Regions from separate parts of the Sus scrofa genome. Here region 2 is linked to region 1. A link is a contact called in public Hi-C data. All regions are on one chromosome and are shown on one strand. Each heading gives the region's core, a stretch centred on a gene start, on an enhancer-like site or on the middle of the called end of the contact. The rest is flanking DNA. Distances are from core to core; before and after follow the strand shown.

The links. Hi-C and Micro-C count contacts between places; a contact is called where the count stands out from the background.
Region 2: a Hi-C map of retroperitoneal adipose tissue shows a contact between it and region 1, with 2.5 times the contacts expected there. The contact joins the enhancer-like site here to the promoter of LOC733637 in region 1. A contact is called at or near these places in 2 of 5 promoter capture datasets (liver and skeletal muscle), 20 of 47 Hi-C or Micro-C datasets (adipocytes, alveolar macrophages, embryonic fibroblasts and 11 more) and 2 of 2 datasets of contacts at active chromatin or transcription factors (alveolar macrophages and skeletal muscle).

What each region holds. Positions count from the first base shown.
Region 1 is chr6:103,423,422-103,426,731 of Sscrofa11.1, reverse strand. It overlaps LOC733637 (myosin regulatory light chain 2 protein), which reads left to right and starts at 1,942. Exons shown (of 4, transcript NM_001244251.2): 1 at 1,942-2,067.
Region 2 is chr6:103,507,914-103,511,312 of Sscrofa11.1, reverse strand. All of the region lies in intron 10 of MYOM1 (myomesin-1), which reads right to left. Among named protein-coding and RNA genes, the nearest start is that of MYOM1, 58 kb to the right of the region's middle. Within about 2 kb of position 1,287, at least 8 of the 83 cell types and tissues checked have an H3K27ac peak or open chromatin away from gene starts, as enhancers often do. A contact at or near this core is called in fetal skeletal muscle, liver, mesenteric adipose tissue and 2 more, where this site is marked.

The DNA of each region.
Region 1 (3,310 bases), core at 693-3,192:
CCCATCTTAGACTCTAAGCCATCTAGCTCTGAGTTCCCACCTTTGGTGATAAGAGTCGCTTAGGACCCCTGTTAAATTGACAGCTACCCAGAAGCTGCCCTAGATTTTTTTTTTTTTTTTAATTTTTGTCTTTTTAGGGCCACACTCGCGGTATACGGAGGTTCCCAGGCTAGGGGTCCAATCAGAGCTATAGCTGCTGGCCACAGACACAGCAACACCAAATCCTTAACCCACTGAGCGAGGGCAGAGATCAAACCCTCAACCTCATGGTTCCTAGTCAGATTCATAACCACTGAGCCATGACGGGAACTCCTGCTCTAGAAGATTCTGATTCAGCAGGTTCGAGATGGGAGTACCCAATATTTTGTATTTTTAGATAGTAGCCACCCCCTTCCAAAGGATTCTCACTATTAAAGCTGTTTAGTAAACTAATCATCTTTGTTTCAATTATTCTGGAGAATTAGGAGAGCTACTTATTTTTCAGTGACTTGGCCTCTAAGTGAACTTTGGAATATATTATTGGTTAAGAGACTGGTGTTCCCAAGGTTCAGCGGTTTAGAACCCAGCTAGTACTCATGAGGATGCAGGTTCATCCTGGCCCCCATTCAGTGGGTTAAGGGCCCTGCCTTGCCATGAGTTGTGGTGTAGCTCGGATGGCAGACGCATCTCGGATCTGGTGTGGCTGTGGCTGTGGTGTAGGCCAAGAGCTGCAGCTTCAATTTGACTCCTAGCCTGGGAACTTCCATCTGCTGCAGGTGCGGACCTAAAAAGACAAAAACAAAACAAAACAGAGGAAATGCTCCTGAGGTCTTTGAAGGTGTAGCTTAATCACATCCCGAGTGCATTACTCTGCAGCTTTTACCTTTCTTGTCAGCAGGGTGAGAGCGGCTTTCGAGGGGACCCCAAGCCTCAGAACTGCTCTGGCCTGGTGAGCCAGACCAGGCTCCCAAGCCCGGCTTTGGGGTGACCTGGAGTGTCATGGGCTCCAGCCCACTCCTTCGTCGCCGCACTTGCCAGACTGGACAGAGGAGGGCAGAATTGGGCGACGCAGTGTCTGAAGCTGTGTTGGGAAAGGAGAACTGAGAAACTATAGGCCAGACTTCTTACTCTTTTCACCAGGCACCCTGAGAGGCATGGGCGTGGTTAGGAAGCTCCACGCTGTGGGTCGCGGGTCTTCCCTCAGAGCCCGATGGAGACAGGTTCTCCCTGTTGTCGGGGACTCAAGAAGCTCCGGTGGGAAACAGAACCCCAAACTTTCTGAAGAGGGAATAAGTCTTCCGCCTGCCTTGGCCTGAGGAGATCCTTCTGGGGCAGAGATAGTGGCCGCTTCGCTGGGGGCCCCCGGGACTTCACAATGTTTGCTCCTGACGGAGGGGCGCGACCCTTTATAAAATAACATGGTACACAGAAATCAAATCTCTCGCCTAAAGGCCTCATCTTGAGGTACGCTAGCCGTGCTGGACCCTCAGGAGAACCAAAAACTCCCAGGTCAACCTGAGGCGAGCCCCAGGCGCAGGCGCAGGACTGCTCGGCGCCAGGGGCCGGGCACTCGGAGGCGGGGCGAAGGCCACTCACGTGAGCCGCGAAATATCTCCGCGATTTCCCTACAAGGACTTCGGCTGCCGAGCCCCGCCCCTAGCCGGGCTTTGGAATGTGCGGAGGGGCAAACCCACAGGAGAGACTCACCCATTTGCCAACAGAAAAGGGGGGAAAGAAAAGCTTACTTTGTAAAAGGGGGTATAAAAAAGACTAAAACTTAGTCATTAGTCCCAATGAACCATTTAACGTTTTTCTATGTGCTAGGCTGCCCAATTGATACTTTCTTGCAATGCAGTCGGTCAAAATTACGCCCTTGGAGCATACTGGCAACACCCCTGCCCCGTCGCCCTTCCGTTAACCCAGGCTCACAGTGTTAGCCCAGAATGGTGACTCGACTTCCTTCCGGTTCGCTAGGCGGAGGCCGGAAGTGTTGGATTGTAGCGGCTCTGGTATTGGAAGCGAGTTAGTAGCGGCAGCCGAGGCAGCGAGGGGGTACCCGAAGCAATCGGATTCTTGCGGCTGAGCAGGGTGAGTGGTGCTTGGGGCTCATTCTGGCCGCATACCCGTGGGGCGGCTGATGAGCAGCGGTGCTTCCGTGGTACCGGGAGCGCACCTGGGCAGATGTACCAGCCGCTTCGTGGGTTTCGAGCCCAAGGGCCAGCTCCAGTATCAAAAGCCGGGGGCCGGAAACGGCCCAGATGCCAATTTTGCCAGACTTGGAGGTCAGGAAATGTGGCTTAGCCTGCTGGCGCCGCGAGCTTGGGCGACAGCCGGCCTGGGAAACCCGAGCCCCGCGGATCTGACTCTGGGACTAAGTTTAGTTTCTAACGTAAACTTGCCGGATTCAAGAGTTTGCGCAAAAACTGTAGCCCATTGCCTCCCCCACCACCACTCCGGCGCACCTCCCCGCTGCAGCTGTTGTTGCAGCTGTGTGGCTACGTTTAGTTGGAATAACCACCTCAAATTAGCATCTTCCTCAGCTCAGTGTCCATTCTGTAATTAGAACTTTGTTTTAAGTGATATTTGGGCAAAGGGAGGTTTGGTGTTTAATTTGCGGCTTCAGAAAAATTCCATAATACACCACCACATTCCTTTTGGGTGGAGACTTGGGGTTATATCAGTTTCCCAAAGTGTTTCTTTTTATAGTAGTTGAATTGGTTTATCAAAGAGTATGTCAGTTCTTTACAGAACTTGGAGTAGAAATAAGCGTTCAGGTGAGATTTTAACTTCAGCGCACAAAGTTTTATATCTAAAGGTGAAGAAAGTGAGTATTTCTTAAAATTATTGCTGTTTGTTTCATGTTCTGGAAGGCATTCGATAAAACTTGACCAGAGAGCTTTTTATTTTCAAAAGTGAGGCTTTACTCTCAGTGAACCCCGACAAAGAATTGCCTTTGTCAAGTGCTGAGAACTTTTTGGGTGTGGCAGTCTAAGGGAACTGTTCCTACCTTTAACCGGAAGTTTGCAAAGGAATTGAAAACTTGGTTTAGTTGGAACGGAAGCACCACCCTGAAAATGTACTTTTAAAAAACTGTGGTTGGCACCAAAAAGTTATATATCTATTTAGCTTGGAAAAAGGTTTATTGTTTAAATGAGACAAATCAGTAGATTTGGTCTGGACTCGGAAAGCAGACACTGTGCTGTCGTACTAGGAGGTGTTTTCTGAAATGAGAGTTTTTCCTTAAAGAACATGTTTCCAGAATACTGGTCAATTTGAGTGTTCTGTAGTAGAAAAAGTCTTCAGCTCAGTTTACACTTATTACCACTATAAA
Region 2 (3,399 bases), core at 38-2,537, 85 kb before region 1:
CAGCATTACTTAAAAATTATGAATAGCTCCAAAGGGGAATAAACAGGCCTTTTTATCACCTTCTTGATAACACCCACAAGAGAATAAGAACCATGAAGTTTGCCCATCCCTATGCTGGGATGATCATTTTGGAAGAGAAATGAAAACATTCATTTTTAGTTAGATGTTTGTTCTCAAACTGAAGATACTTGCGAAAAGAACTCTGATGCAATACCCACATCTGAGCTTAGTTTATCGGATTTTAGCCAAAGTCCAGGACTCTACAAGAAATAGAGGACAATGATCATGAAATGGGATCTTCTGCCAGTGGGTCCCCTCAGCAATATGTGCATGGCTAAATGAGTGACTAAGGGCTGTTTTTAGGAGGAAAGGAAGGAGAATGAAAATAACCAGTTAGTAGCCTTTTAAATGAGAATGATGAAGAGGCAGAGTTCCTGGGAGAGGGGATCCACATTCGCCCATTCCTTCTGACATCTGGTCAACCCTTTAATAACCAGAATTAGTAGAAGAGTCTGAGACAGGTAGGAGCCACTCATCCAGGGGAAACAGTCTTGTTAACTAAATAAACACTTTCTTTTCCTATGAGTTGCATTTCTGGAACTCTTATAAGTTACTGAAAGGTTTGCTAACAGGGCTGAGATATTTGTCTGCTTCTGAATTTAATAGGGGTGCTTTATCTGTGAAGAGCTCAAATCACTGGTTTTGAACATTCTGTTTTTTGCCCCATGAACCCAACTCAACCCATGAACCTACAGGAAAATATCTCCTACATAAGTGCTTTAGGAGAATGTAACTAAATCATCTCACCTAAAGCATAATGCACAATCCCTGAGTTTCACACAATGGCACACGGGCATTTTGGTGGGGAGAAGCGAATTTCCTTCTGGGCTTTCAGAGCACTGGATGGATGGTGGGGAGAAGGCCTGCTGATGGTGAAGGTGGAGCAGACCTAGAATTAACTGAAGTTAACAGGGCTAAGAGCTGCTCAGCTTTGAGAGGGACAGCTGGCAACCTCTAGCCACATCCTTTTTTTAGCAAAAGGCCCATAATTTAACAACCAGCAACCTTGCTGCTAGATATATCTATCGTATGTAACAGAGCCTGGCAGAAAGTAGGCATTTAGGGAGCCATTTCTCAGCATTTTTATACAATTGCGTGGAATATGCCATTTGTGCTGTGGGCTTGACAATCTTTCAAAAAAGAGGTTTTCTGTATAGCAGCTGCTGGATGCCAGATCCAAATACCGTGTTGTGTTGCTTCACACTTGTGCTCTCGGCTCCCAGCAGCTGCTGTGGAGCATCTGGCCCACAGCGTCCATTTGGTCAATGTCAGTCCTCTCCTTAGCCTCTGCTCTCCCTTCTCCCCACCCTCTGAATGGCCAAACTTTTTGCAGGTTTTGACTGATTAGGCCAAAGATTAACCTGCTTCTATTTATATTTTGATCTCTGACACAGGCTATTTAATAACATTTTTCAAAATACACGTCATTATGTTTTTATCTTACTATAAAAGTAGTACATGCTTATAAAATATATGATCATCAAAATATATATTAAAATCCCTCTTAATTCCACAACTCAGAGATTACCACTACTAACATATTGGCTTCGATTTTTTAAGATTTTTTTTCTCTGTATTTACAAGTTCAAAAGTGATTTTTTTTAGGGGGGGCATGCCCATGGCATGCAGAAGTTCCTGGGCCAGGGATCAGCCTGAGTCACGGCAGTGACAACACTGCATCCTTAACCTAATAGACCACCAGGGAACTCCAAAAGCAATTGTTTTTTAAATAAAAATGGGATTGGACTATATAGTTTCATATAAACCATCTTTATTCACATATTTTCATATTAATAAGTGTCAGTATACATCATTAGTTTTCATTTCTGTGCAGTATTTCCATTGTTTATATGGAACACTTATACTTTATTTTCAACTCCCATTGGCAGATACCTAGATTCCTTCAGATTTTCCCCCAAACAAACATTTTTTTCAACTTCAACCACTTAAATTCCTAGAACTAGAATTGTTGGAAATGCAAACTGCTGAGACACAGTGACAGAACACAGGAGAAAAGCTACCAATTTACACTCATGGGCTCCTGTAAGAGTGCTGGTCCCTCCATTCCTTCCTCCCAGGGGACTTAAAAGATCTTATAAATCTTTTCAATGTGATAGATTAAATCATTATATCATTTCAACTTTATTGATTTGATTACTAGTGAAAACTTTTTCATATATTTATTTGTCATTTGCAATTCTTTTTCTTGACTTTTTTTTGGTCTCTTTTTTAGGGCCACACCCACGGCATATGGAGGTTCCCAGGCTAGGGATCGAATCAGAGCTACAGCTACCAGCCTACGCCACAGCCACAGCAACACCAGATCCCAGCCGTGTCTGTGACCTACACCACAGCTCACAGCAACGCCAGATCCTTAACCCACTGAGCGACAGCAGGGATCAAACCCACAACCTCATGGTTCCTAGTCAGATTTGTTTCCACTGCACCGTGACGGGAACTCCTTTTTTCATGACATTTATACCCCATCCTTTAACATTTTATCATCTTTCTCCCCTCTCTCTCCTCTCACTCTGTGTGCGGTAGGGAGAGGGAAGAAAATATAAAAGTCTAGAAGAATATGTCATAAAATGATGATAACTTTGGATGTCTCTGGATGGTAGACTTACTATAGTTTTTCTTTTTTGCTTATTTATATGATCTATTTTTTCACAAAGAACACACATTATCTATGTAATAAAACCCTGGCCAAATGTGTACAGCTCTGGAATGTGTTTCTGCAGACATATGGTGCTTTTTACAGCCATCATTCTGGTTCAGAAGTTATTTTCTGAGCAGCAAAAATACCAGAGCTCTAAAAAAAAATGCATCAAAATGGCCTCAAGATTTTAACACAACACATAAAATGTCATTTAAAACACTCTAGCAGTTTCTCAAAAAGTTACACACAAATTTAATATATGGCCAGCAAATTCCACTTCTAAGTATCTATCCAAGAGATCTGAAAACCTAGGTCCATGACTGTGAACACACACGTCCACAGCAGCATTACCCATTGTAATCAAAGAGCAGCAACAATCCAACTGTCCATTACCTGGTGAGTGGACACACACAATGAGGCATATCTGTACACTGCAATAGTAGTTAGAAGAAAAAGGGAACAAACTACCACCAGAAAGCACCTCAACAAATAAGCTCAATGAAAAAAGACAGAACTAAAAGATCACATATTATATCCAGAAAGGTCCAGAAAAGACAATCTGTAGGGACAGAAAATAGAGTGGTGGGTGCCCAGGGATTAGCCTGGGGATGAGAGTGGGGAGTGGCCACGAGAAATCTCTGTGCGGAAATGGGAATGTTTTAAACCTGGGCTGTAGATGA